Linked DNA regions of Drosophila melanogaster: region 1 is linked to region 2. A link is a contact called in public HiChIP or PLAC-seq data. All regions are on one chromosome and are shown on one strand. Each heading gives the region's core, a stretch centred on a gene start, on an enhancer-like site or on the middle of the called end of the contact. The rest is flanking DNA. Distances are from core to core; before and after follow the strand shown. Region 1 holds the start of vir-1 (virus-induced RNA 1). Region 2 holds the start of CG31759.

Region 1 (7,082 bases), core at 4,021-6,520, 220 kb after region 2:
CGACTGCCTTCTGTAATTTATTTCTGATTTCGGGTTTGCGCCATGCGTGGCTGAGCATTAGAGGCGCTTGCACATTTTGCCAGCACATAAATTAACATAAAGAGGCGGCAAACTGCGAGGTGAAAGGGGCCTGGGGGCGTGGCAGAGTGGGTTAGTGGGGGGGGGGGTTATAACCCTCCAGGGAGGCCCTGCGGCGATTACGTGACATTGAACCAGAGCCAAAGTGGCTGATTCTGATGGTTTCTAGTCTGCCGTTGCAGTAGTTCTCAATCACAGACGACGAGAGTTCGAGTCACCGTCTAATTGGACAGGGACGCGGACGAAAGGGGTAGGGGGGGGGGGGCTGCACTTAATCCCTTCGTGACATCTGACAATTGCAATTTAGCCGGCGATCCATTGAGAGTCCAGAGTCTCTGGCCAGTCGGCTGATCTATTGTCTCACGGTCGTGTTGTTGGCATTTCATTGTTGATTAGGCAAATACTTACAAAGCAGCAACAAAAAAATGCTTAATTAAACTATTCGTTTGTTTTTACAACTGCCCAATGATGACTCATGTTTGCCGTAAGCTTCTAGTTTCTATACACTTGTTGAGATGAGAAATGCGCAGATTCAAATGAATATAATGCATTTTTAATGTACGCTACCTGGCTAGTTTGGAATATAAAGTATTATTCATAAGCCGCTTTAAACTTTGTAAATATTCGCCTCATTTTCGAACGCGAATTTCATTTCGTTCAGCTGGCTTACAATTACCAAAGCCAGGAAAACAAACACATTCTCGTGTACTTTTTCACCCATTAAAAATAGCAATCACGATACAACGATAAAGTTTTCGTCTAAAATTGTATGGGTTTCAATTGAAAGTGATTAATCATTGGACTGCAAACTAAACACTTGTTGCGCTAAAAAAAATAACAAGTTTCACTGCCTCTTAAAATTGCAGCATCTTTTGAAATTCATATAGAGCCAACTAAAGTTATCACTTCCTTTGAATTTAATTTAATTGTTTAATTTAACACAAGCCAATAGACGTTGCGGTAAAACCTAAAAACCCAACAAAAAGTGCCAAGCTGTTGATTTCATTTTCTACGAATTAATGTAAAGCCAAAGTGACAAGGCCAATAATAAAACTCCTTGGCACAATAAACGAATTACATTTGCCAGCTCAAATTCCAAAAACAAAACAAAAAAATGAGGAAACATTTTATTTTAATTTATATGTAGCCAGTCGGCGTTGTTGTTTTCAATTCAATTTACAATTCATATGAACAAAGTTCAATTTATTTGTTTTCTTTTACCGCAAAAGTCCAAAATTCCAAGGCAATAGGTTAAGTCACTTTAAATTAAAACCCCAAAATGTACGCATTTTATTTAGTTCGCAAAAGTGTTTTCTACTTAAATGATTTGTTCATTCAATTGGCTTTGTTTTCAATGCTTTAATTTAATATGCATTTTCTGACTTGGCTGTTAAATTCGCAAATTAAGCAGTCGGCTTAGATTTCTAGGAAGAACAGATAAAACTTTAAATGTATCTGTGTTATCAACGTTTAGTTTAGTTTTAATTGAATTGTCAATTAGATAGTGTTCTTACATATTCAGAAATAAGACTTGAATTAATCTTCAATTAAATGACCACCAATTTTTCATAACCAGCTTATTGCCCCATAAAAAAACTGTGAGTATTTCCACTTCATAACAATTGCAACTGATTTAGGCCAGACACAAAATGTTAATTATCTCACTATATATCATACAATTTAACCAAAACATTTGTATGGGCTCGAAAATTAACTTCAATTTGCATAACAAAATATCCGTCTAAATTAAACAAATTGCCCGTCTATTCAGCGGCAAATGCCAACAATGAAAAATACATGTAATAATTCACCAATAATTTTCATAATTGTTTTGAGTTTTATTACTCCACACATAGTTCCACGTACGAGCAGCAGAAATTCGAAAAAGGAAAAAAAAAAGTGATTTATGTGAACATGCAATTGCAATTTGTTCTGGGGCAGAGAAAGACATTCCCTGGAAAAAGTTCTTAAAAGCGAATTATGGCCACAATTAACCCAATTCTTTTGGCCATGGGACACTGACATGAAGCGATCTCATAAAAAACCAAATTAAGAAAAATAAGAAAACAAAACAAGCGAAGAAAAGTGCTCAAGAATTTCACTTGCAATCAGCCAGAGAAATTGGGATGACTTGAGTGTATAATATGACAGTTCATTCAACCGATTCCGAGTTTGTTGAAGAATGTAACAATATTAATTTAAATTTGAAATATATAATCCAGAATAGATTAGCCTGCAGATAAATCCAGTATATCCACAATTATCGTGATTTAATTGGTTACGTAAATTATTTTAATTGGATATGATTCTATTCTCAGCATGTTCAGATCGCAAATCATTAATAATTAAATAGAGAAAACAAATGTTTAAACAGTACTAATCTGACTTATATGCACAGTAGTTAGAGTAGCTACTATGTGTATTTTGAAATATGTAATAAAAAACATTGTCTCATCAATTTACGAAATATTTCATTGCAATTTCAAGCACTCATTGCTAAGATGATTCTCAAGCAAGATTTGCCGAAAAATTGTGATTCACGAGTGTTGCATAAAATTTGTATATTCCTGGCAAATGATTTGGACAGCAACGAATTTGACAACTTCAAGTGGCTGTGGCAGCTGCCAACCCGCTGCCACGCCCACTCCCACCATTCCGCCCATCTGTGGGGGTATCTGCGATTCGCTGGCAGCTTCTTCAGCAATTTATGCATTCAAGTGGCAGCCAAAGGCAGCGAACAGCAAACGCTGATGATGACAATAAAGGACGCTGGATCTGCGATGCTGCGCCGAGCATTCCTGATATTTTGCCATTTGTAGTTACTTGTGTTGTATCTGTAAGATGCATTTGGCTGATTGTCAAGTGCCACGCTTTGTTATCAGCATGCTGACATCATTATCCGGCAAAGGCAGCGACTTTAAACTTTAATCTGCTGCAGAGTGGAATTAAAACATTTTTTCATATCCAACAGATTGTATTTACTAATAATTACGTATTATATGCATAATAATTTATTTATATTGCTCCAAGTCACAATTACATCGAGGTAATCTTTAAGATTCTACCAGAATATTCCAGATCAAGAAGGTATAAGAGGAACGTACTACGTAGAAGAGTGCAAATCAGAATTCCCGGTGCTTATCAATTTTCTTTGTTTTTAAAGTCAAAAGGTTGACTGTGTTTTTTAATAACTAATTATGTGCACATAAAAATGAGAAAGTAAAGAGAAGGAAAACAAATATGTATGTTGCATATGTGTACAAATTGCATATTAGTTAGTTCCGTTATACGTATTACTTAGGGCAAGTTAACATTTAGTTTTCAAGTATTAATCATTTAAATGTTAATTTATGAAGTGCATCATGATTGGATTGCTTTTAAGCCTTTCACTTACCTGGCAATGTGAAAACGCCGCTAAGGGCTAGCACGGTCATCAGCAAACCGAACAAGAGCTTCATTTTTGTTTGGTTTTTTTTTTTTCACAAGCTTATAATTTGTTTAATTTGTATAGTTTATTTAGGGCTGAAAGCTTTGATGCGTTGATGTGGACCGGCAACCGGATTCGATTCTGTTCAGTTTTGTTCTGTGCGGAAAGACAAACAATCGTCAAATGCGCTTAAATGATTTGAGGAAGCGGCAAATAAACGGCGGCCGGCTGAGTGAGTGAGCGAGTGAGAAACCGAGTGAGTGACTAGCTGACCGCTCTCTTGCTCTCCCTCTCACTCAATTAGCCGCTGGGCTTATAAATATTCCAAATGGCAGGCGGCAAGTGTTGTGGGAAGAGCGCTACACTGTGCCCGTCAACTGGGTACAATATTTGGGGACTCCACTGTGTACAGAATGCAGCGTATTAGTAATGTTCTTAGGCACATTTAAGTTAACTTTTATTTTCGTTACACCTTTTTGTTTCCGTTATAGCTTACTGGTTCATTAACTATTGTATCTACTACTATAAAAAATATAATATAATATAACTTTATCTTTATAATTATATATATATAAAAGCAGTTCTAAAAGGGCATTTGCTACTAATATTTTAAAATTTCGATTAAAAGGGTGTTTGAAAGTCGCCGTTGCTCATTGAACCTTTTGTAAATTTAGTTGTGTTTTCAATTTACTTAATCAGTTTTTGTCTATGCTTCGTTAGCTGCACGCGGGCTTCTCTATTCCACTATATTTGTATTTCAGACTTTAAATGTGTCCCTGTCACAGTTGCTGAATGTTTCAGTCGCCCCATTCGTATTTCAATTCCACTTCGATTGCATTGTATGGAACTATGTCTATTCAACGGCTGCTCGAATCACCTGTTAAATGCGCTTGGTGTTTAGTTCAAGGTTGTTGTTTCTGTAAACAAAAGCATCATTTGCTTATTTCCCTAATGGGCAGCTATTGAGAATTTTCTTCCAAGGAAATGAAAACGGAGCTAAAGACTATTCTCAGTAATTAAATGGTTATGATAGAGTGCTTCTTTTTAATTCCATCGATAAAGTAGTCACGCCTTGATTGAGCCGGGTTTAATCACGATTTTACTAACGAATATGCCAAAGATCGGCAATTTATTGGAAATCTTTAGTTAATCCGATTATGAATGATCTTTTTGACCCGAGAGAACTTACGATATAACACCCAATTACAGTTCTGATAAATATAAAAAGCCGTAAAGAATTTGTATAATTATACACTGATTTAAATCTAGAATGTATTATAATCTCAAAATGAACTGGAATTTTTGCACATCAGAAAATTATTTAAATATCTTGCCCGACAGTAAATTTTTCAAGGTCTTCAAAATTAGCAACTATAAACTTTAAATAGCATTTTTAATGTCTGATAGTTTTAGAAAGCTATTGTTTATGTTGGGCTCAGCATAAAAGTGAGCACAAGTAAATATTTCGCAAACAGCTGCGTGAAGTAAATTAGGCATCCAAATTATTGCCCAGACAGCCTAAACAAGCTGCAAATTGTTTGTTTGTAAACATTTTTGTCAGCGCCGAAGCGGAAATTGTTCACGCACACAATTTCATTCACATACACATGCCGACAACCGCGAATTTGCATAAATTTTATTATTGTTACCGGTGTCATACAGTTATTTCTGTGGATCGCTTGAATCACTCGATTTCGAAAGATCGGAGAAGAACGCGCGATCTTCAACGTGCGTTGGCTTTAATGAAACGTTTCGGACTAAACGGTTGCGTACGATTTTGGCTTCATTTATACCAGCTCACGTCGTTGGCACTCAAAAAAAAACAAAGAATTGAGAAGAGAGACCGGGAAAGGGAGGAATGCGCAGAGAAGAATACGAGAGCGAAGAAGGGTCTTCCGAGTGCTCCAAATGTGCATTCAACAATGTTTTAATTAAAAAAAAAAAAGAAAAATAACTAAAGAACTTTCAATTTTATATTTTTACAACAGATCCACTACCAAAGATGCCCCATCCTGTTTACCCAAAAAGTAGCAGAAATTTTACAAAAAGAATATTCATTGACACGTCAGTGGGAGCAAAAATGAATGTCGCCAGCGGAACGCGAATGTCCTCCAGTGCAGTCCCTTGACCAAAACCGTTGGAGTTCGAGGTGTATGTATAAAAATCAGAAATTCAAAGCGGATGGCCGACAGCGCCGAGAAAGAGGCGGGGATATAGTTAGCGACAAGGAACGCGCGCCAAGCTACGTTCTTGGATTGACAATGAAGTCCACCTGCCCCCTTTTACCTGAACTTGCCTCTTGGGAGCCGTGTTGCTTTATGGTTTTCGACCAGATTGAAATCGCGATCGGCGCAGCTACAGCTGTTAAAATCTCCTGCAGGCTGCTCTTCATGCTCTACAACTTGTAATTCTTGTCGTGGTCCCACGAACCGGATTCTGTTTTAACTACACTTTCGTTGGTTTTATTCGAACTGCTATTTTCGTTTTACTAAATACAGGTTTGATTGCACTATGCCTTTAAGTGGCAGAGGAGCATTTAAAATAAATTACCATTTTCGGTTAATCGTTGACACAACATTCTTGCGGTCGAGTCAATAAATTCCCCAAAAAACAAGATTTGGTTGTCAAGGCTTCGAAGTGAGAAGAATTTGAGTCAGCTTAGTCCTACATATATTTAAGTGAGTAAAGCTTGGCTTTTAGGACCAACGATATTTTAAAATATCAGATTGACTTGTTTTTAAATAAACTATTTACAATGCTATGATCTTCAGGTAAATATCGTAGTATATTTTCTATTTTTTTATATATACTAATTATATATATTTTTCTTTATCATTTGCAGTCTCTTAATTAGTCATAAATCTTTCGAATTTAAATTTAGACACCGGATGACAGACAGAAACACTCACAGATTATAACGAAACGTGCTCTTGACCTTGACACTGTTGGAAAAAAATGAAGTACCCATATTCAGATATTTATTTTAGGATTGAATATTTTTAGAATGTTTTAAATTTCCTTGATAAACTTTATTCTTGCGCCATCTATGTACTTGCAGAAGACGCTGATACTAGCGCCACCTGGCAGCAGTAGGTTCTTAACATTTCTGTTAATTTTACAGAGCTGGAAATATGCTGGCTGTTCGAACGAGAGTTGCCAGATGAATTTAGACGTTGCCTTGGTAACGGTTTTCACTTGATTTTATTGTCGAAATAAAATAAATAAAGAAGGAAAACAAATATAAGGGACTAAAATAAAATAATAATGTTTCGTCGTGGAAAACTATCCTTTCTAAACACCAAAGATGACCGTGTTAAAATAATAAACGAGCGCATAAACATAACAGAAAGGCATCTAATGGAGATGTGCTCTTCGTTTGCTTTGGTAACGCGGAAAATGGCCAAGTGAGTTTGGTAAATAAATAAATCTGAATGAATAATCATAAGACCTTGCAGATATCGGGACTCCTTTGATGAGTTGGCCAAGAGTGTGAAGAGCTACGCCGACGACGAGGAAATCAACGAGAGTCTCTGTCAGGGACTGAAGAGCTTCACCAACGCGGTTACCATAATGGGTG
Region 2 (6,816 bases), core at 3,500-5,999:
TGACTGTGTGTAATATGTTGAAAATGTGGATTCCTAGTTCTTTCATTTTTTTTTCCTAACGCATGTCAAACATGAAAAGCAGCTTGTTTACGCTTTTCGTATACGATTCCTCCAGCTTTCAACATATGCTTCACTTATGTTCCAAGCCATTTGTTCGATATTTACAAAATAAAGCAGCTCTGACAAAACAAATTTATATTGATGACGATGCCTGCGAGTGATGTATGCAAATGGCTGTATTTAAATGGCTGTATCTTAAACATTATGCCTTTACAGCTGGCCAGTCCATTTACCTTAATCAAATTAGCTAACTTAGAGTAAACTTTTAGGACCTGAAATTAGTTTGGTAACAACCCTTTTGGGCTAAGTTAACAGGTGAGTAAGCTCAGGTATTAAATGGAGATGGCATTAACGTAGTAGACTTCACTTGCAGATGTCTTGAATGCTATTCAAAGGAATAAGTTATTTGTTCTCCAACCCAATTTATTTTATTTTCTATATTAAGAAGCTTTTAAATGTCATTGGGTTATATTACTAGAATAAAGTTTTTAAAATAGAATACAATTCGCTAGATCTTAAAAAAACGTTCCTGTTAGGGCTTTGTGGCCTAATTGTGACAATGAATACATATAATTTAAAAAATATATTTATAATCTTTAGTATGTTGTTTATTTAATGTGCCTAAATATCATGGAATTTTGAGTATCTTAATGCATAATTGACCAGCAAATATGAGTACTTAATGTTTAATGATAATGTATTTGTTAATTTGTCTTCAGAAAATACGTTCGTATGGGCTTCTTGCATTTGCAATGCCCCTATTTTAGTAACATTTTGCTCAGAATTCTGTGTGCAAAAGACAACAATGAGCAACGAGCTTTGCTTTTCAGTTTATCAGTTTTTCCCTACAATTACCATGGTTATCCTTGACAATTATTTCCGCACAGAAAACTTTCTAAATGCACTGGATCCCCTGTAATAATTGCCTAGCCCAAAAGACCCAACAAAAATACACAGCCTTGGTGGTGCCACCTTAATTGCAGGCGTCTTTCTCTAACCAAGTCAACTTTCCTCCAACCAGCACTCAGCACTCACTTATTATTAAGTTGTTTTCGAAACTAGGAAGAGGAAAAACCGGCGGGCGGAAATGGAGGAATGGAGAAAAGGAGGAGCTCTCCCGGCAAAAGTTAAATTATAAAATCGTCAAAAGTTGACGAAGACATTTTGCGCCTATGAAAACAAATACACGAGGAAAGTGCTCCACTAAAAAATAGGAGGGAAATGCGGGAGCAGGAGCCACTTAAGATGCTTAGCGCCATGGCAAGCGAAAATAATGACGCTCATAAAAACTAACTAAACACCAAAATAAAGCAAATATATATAGGTATATATATATATACATATATTTGTTGGGCTGGCTTTTTTAAGCTGGAACGACGCTCTCTGAATGACAACGATAATGATGTGCGATAATGTTTGTTGTTTCTTCGTTTGCTTATTTATTGTACTTATTCGTTTATTGTACTTTTTCATCCCACAGTGCTGGAAACAATGATAATGATAATAATGAAGATGTTATTGTGTTTCTCCTCTTTGTTGTTGTGCAATCTAAGACAACTGTCAAAGACTTTGCCAAAGGATTAGTCGACTCGGCGCCTTTCGCCCTGCTATACCCTGTAAAAGTTGCGCTAAGGATATATTACACATGGAGTAATTTGGATCAAATATGGGTTACCAATTTTTTTTTTTAATTTTTAATTTTTTTTAATATCATGTTGCATTTACGATAAAGAAATTTGCAACTGAGAGATTTTTTTTTGATTAATGACAAAAGGACATTTCAAGAAAAGCCTTTTTGAAATCGATTTAAAATTTAATTCATTTGTAAATGGTACTATAAAGAAGTTTTAAGTTAGGGATATATTAGGATATTAGGGATATTATCATATTAGGGTTTTGGAAATTGAAATATGAGGAGAAAATATATAATATAATAATATATAAGTAACATAATCTTTATAAAATTTGTTAACGTTTATAGTAGTATTTATTTTGGAAATTTTAAATCTACAACCATATAGCAATGATTTCAAACAATTCATGTAAATATTCTTCGAAATATTCATGCAAATTTGAAAGAAAGACTCCATGTAATCATCAAAAAGTAGCTTCCTACATTTTCTATAAACAACACAATAAGATACGGGGTATTCTCGCAGTCGCAACGAGTTTGTGTATCTCGTGACTGGTGTCTTTGCTCCTTGCCATTACTTTCGACCTGCTCCTATCGCAGTCGTAATTAAAATTGCACCAGACGTAGTGAAGTTTTGTACTTTCTTCGGCATCAGATAGTCCTGGAAGCCTCCCCTTCAATTTAATCGCTTTGACTGCATGCTGGTTGTAATTTATTTATTGCCGAAAATCGTACCCTCTACTCTTGATTTGCCCCTGCCGCCGCTCGTTGTATTTTTTAATTGATTAGAAACTCGAGTTTTGTTTTCTTTCTTTGCCTTCAATTGGCATCGAGCCAGGAAATTTTCAGCCTCATTGAATTTCTTTCGGTTTTTTTTCCACTCACCCTCTTGACTTTCTTTCTCGACTCGCCAATTTTAGCAAATTACTTTCTTGGCAAAACTTTTATATTTGTTGATTCATTTATTGCTAATGTCAAACGTTCGACTTGGTGAGCTGAACGACTGATATGAATCAGTGATAGCAATCAATTATGGTATCCAATTCATTTGCTTTTTTTTAAATTTAATTTAGTTTTATTTTAGCAAAGTTCATAAAAAATAAAAAATGAACAGCGAGAGCTTTGCATCCCAGTTGGCTGCGCTAACGCTTGTCAAATCGATTCAATATAGATTTTTAGTTGTAGTGTTTCCAAATCAGATTGTGTAACGTACATATAATTTTATAAAAGTTTATCAATTTTTCGGCTTATTGGTGGCAAAATTCTCAATGTGTTAACCTTTCGGCCGTACCGCGTCACTCTTCCATGCTTTTATCAATAATTCTTAAGAAGAAAATCTACAAAAAAATATACAAAGTATTTACCCCCACAAGACTACAAATGAAATAGCCCAGTTATCCGCTTTCGGCTACAAATTCTACAAGTGTAAAAAGGAAAATAAGAAGAAATATAGCAAATTCCCGCAGCAAGTGAAATAGGTGAGTGCAAGAAAGTTCTTCAAGTGTTCAGACCAAAAGCGGATATTCTAGTTGTCCTTGAGTGTGAATGGAAAGTGGGTTGGTGTGCTGTGAACTCGTCCTGTGTGCTGTGTGTGTGTGAGTGGGTGTGTGCGACACGGTGCTTGGGCTTCCACGCTGCATGACAGATTATCGCAAGGACCTTGCCGTCCTTTGAGTGTCCTCGACGGTTATTGAAATTGCTGCAATTGAGTTCGGAGTGCTCGAAGCTATTTAATTGCTGCCGCCTGCCTCCAAGAACTTGCTTTTCACCACTTCTGTCGAAGATGAGCTAACTATTTTGCTGATTTTTGGTGGATTTTAATCTTTATATCTCAGAAATATACTATCGAATATAATCATCTATACTTAATTTCAATATAAATGCTGGTAAATTTTTGAAAAGTGTATATAATATTGCTTAAAAAATGTTCAATATGTAAAACTCTTAAATGACTTATAGTTAGTTTCTAGTCCTTGTTCCATCCACTGTGTCTAATCGAAGCTTTTTGGCCATCTCTGGTTCGGGTCAATAGGAAAGGAGTAGGGAACAGAAGGAGCAGCTAAAAGTCCTCTTCTTTTTCCCGCAGGTGTTGTAAGCCAGCAACGAGTCCTGGAACTGAGCCAAAGCTGCTTTCTCTCAAGTGCTAACTAATTTCGTTGTTGTCCTTACCGCCTCTGCTCCACATCTCGGGCCCAAGGATGCTCTCTGCATCCTCGGGCTTAGCCTCATTCCCTGGCTCATCCTCATCATCGGCGTCTTCCTGCAGTTTCGTTTTTGGTGTCAGCAACATTTCTTCAACTGGTTTCGTTTGCCCTGCCAGTCAGGTTGTTGTCCTTTTTGGTCCTCTGTGTCCTTTATAGAGTTCTATGCGATTTTTCTCTTGTTTTTGATTTTTATTTTTTCATTTGCTCCTTCGTAGTGCAATCTTTTTGGCAAACTCTTGTGTGGCGCACAGTTGTTGACTCTGTTTCGGGGCCAAGCCAATTCCTTTTTGGCCTGGCCAAGTCATCTCTTGGCTTGTTTCGGCGTTTTATGCACTTGTGTGCTCCATACCTTTGGTCCACCCCTTTGCCAAATACGCTCTACACATATGATCTGGCTTCTGTTTCGAATTTTTATGGCCGTCGTCTCAGTTGTCCTTTCTTAACTTGGCCGAAAGTTGAGTTTCCTTCGTTGGGGCAAGATGTCTCATTTGGATCGTAACACTTAGCTTAATGTTTACGACGTTTGCCGTGAAAATAGTTTTCAACTGAAGTGAAATAGGAGGTTTTATAGTTTTGTTCGGGTGTATATTTTGCGAATAATAATGTTCCTCCTAATGACCACAAAAAAGGAATAAACGTTTCCTATATAGAAATTTTTTTTCTATTTCATAGAAAAAATCTTCTATTCTTCGATATGTTCAATTTCAGATCATAGCAACTCTTCATATATTTATCAGCTTTATAATTTTATGAAAAAAAGTAATATTTAAGTGAAATCTTTTTGCTTTCAAGATTTGAAATTAAATAAAGCTTTTATTAAAAGCTTTTGCGTCAAAGCTTCAACGTTGCTAATGGCAGAAGCTCTCTCAAGATCAGCTGTTTCTCAATGCCGAGCATGTGGTTGGTTTCGTTGTGAATGCCAAAAACAACAGCTGATCGCGCGGCGTGGCAGAGCGAAAAAGTAAAAATCTCTCTTCGTTTTTATCGAAATCGGCGCAGTTTCGCCTAATTTCTGCGGTGTTTTCGTGCAACACGACTGTTTGCCGATTGTAAATAGGTGTAAAACAACTTAAATGTGATTAATTTTGCAACTAAATCTGGACAAGTGAGTTGTTACGACATCGGTGCACCAAGTAAAGTTGTCTAACCCAAAATTTTCCCAGATAAAACGGCGAAAAACAAGTCAACTAAGAGAAGTTCTCTTCTTCAACGCCGATCTTCGCTCCAACATTTGCAACATTGATGGGGTTTTTTTTGTTTAAAAACATAGTTCGCAATTCTGATAAATTATTCGGAAATAAAACTCCAACTAGAGTTTCGCTATTGTCCAGATTTTGTGGCACTTCCTTGGCTGGTAAAATGGAGAAGGTTTATTTGAGAAATGCAAGTGATACCAAAGAATTGGACATTGTGTTTCGCTTTGTGAATGAGAATTTGAAAATAAACCGGGAATTCAATTTCCGTCGCCAGATGAATGAGCCCATTGATGCGATATTGGCCAGGATTCAGAGTAATATTATTGGCAGGCTTGCAAAGTCCTGCAAAAAATCAAAAATCAAACCGCCGGCAGAAATCAATGTTAAACTTCTGAGTGACAAATATGGTGAAAAATTCAATGAATTAACATTTGAGGATCTAGTCGTCACCCAAGATATCAGCAATGTAAAACTGCAGGTATTAGATACGGTCTACGATTTGGTGTTCAATCCACCGTGGATTTCATCCCTAAAATTTTTGCCCTCATGCATATTGGCAGGATTTGTAATATACCCCACCAATGTTCAGATACAATTCGGAGAACGTCAGTTCAGCAAAGCAGTTTGGTTCAAGGCCAAAAAGCCCACAGACACCGATTGGGAGGTGTGCGGAGAAGGATTTCAATATCTAGTGACTCCTGAGGATATTGGTTACCATTTGAAGTTCGTGGTGACGCCGGGTAATGCACTGGGAATGACGGGTCCTGTGGTGGAGAAGATAACCAACTCTGCAGTGCAGGAATCTCCCGGGCGTTGTCCATTCCAAGATCGCCAAAGGCACACCACGAATTCTTTGAGCGAATCGAATGAAATTCGTGTGGTGTCTTACAATTTGTTGGCCGATTTATATGCCAGTAGTGACTATGCCGGTAGCACTCTGTTCTCCTATTGCCCGGCAAAGTATCTGCAAATAGACTATAGGAAGCCACTGTTCATCAACGAGATCATCGGTTATAACTCCGATATTCTCTGTCTACAAGAAGTCGATCAGCGAATATTTGATTTTGATTTAAAGGAAATTCTAGAACAACCGCCGTATAACTATCACGGCATAATGGCCCCGAAAGGCAAATGCGCTGAGGGAGTGGCAATTTTCTTTCGGAACTCGCGCTTCGATCTCTTGGATTCTCAAATCCTGCATTTGGGGTCCAATATTCCCGCACTGCCCGTATTTGAAAGCCTTTGGAATAAGATCAAAGTTAACGCACAATTAGCAGAACGAATCTGTGAACGGTCCACCACTCTGCAAACTTGTTTGCTTAGAATAAAGGGTACCGATAACTACGTTCTGGTGGCCAACACGCATTTATATTTCCATCCGGATGCAGATCACATTCGCCTGCTGCAAATGGGATTTTCCATGCTATTCGTAGAGCAATCTATTAGCAAAGCTATAAAGGACTTTAACATAAGTAGCCACAAAAACATTGGACTAATATTTTGTGGCGATTTCAATAGCGTTCCCGAGTGTGGAATCTACAAGCTGATGACGGAGCAGCTCGCCGAAAAAACACTGGAGGACTGGCAAAGTAATGCCGAGCAGGCGGTTTCGAATGTGGAACTCGCGCAGCCTTTCAAAATGGCATCAGCCTATGGGGCACCGGAATATACCCACTACACCACCCTCTTTGCGGGTTGCTTGGACTATGTGTTCTACCAAAAC

The links. HiChIP or PLAC-seq counts read pairs in DNA pulled down with a chosen protein or histone mark.
Region 1: a contact with region 2 is called in an H3K27ac HiChIP or PLAC-seq map of the Kc167 cell line, with 9 times the contacts expected there. The contact joins the promoter of vir-1 here to the promoter of CG31759 in region 2. A contact is called at or near these places in 6 of 107 Hi-C or Micro-C datasets (the Kc167 cell line, brain, central nervous system and 2 more) and 1 of 6 datasets of contacts at active chromatin or transcription factors (the Kc167 cell line).

The regions. Positions count from the first base shown.
Region 1 is chr2L:12,418,169-12,425,250 of dm6, forward strand. vir-1 (virus-induced RNA 1) reads right to left here and starts at 5,271. Exons shown (of 6, transcript NM_165011.3): 1 at 5,155-5,271; 2 at 3,473-3,661. The coding sequence starts at 3,536. Fam92 reads left to right here and starts at 6,736. Exons shown (of 5, transcript NM_135720.2): 1 at 6,736-6,909; 2 at 6,961-7,082. The coding sequence starts at 6,770.
Region 2 is chr2L:12,202,960-12,209,775 of dm6, forward strand. CG31759 reads left to right here and starts at 4,750. Exons shown (of 2, transcript NM_165001.3): 1 at 4,750-5,002; 2 at 5,061-6,816. The coding sequence starts at 5,257. The region is part of intron 1 of bru1 (bruno 1); the gene reads left to right.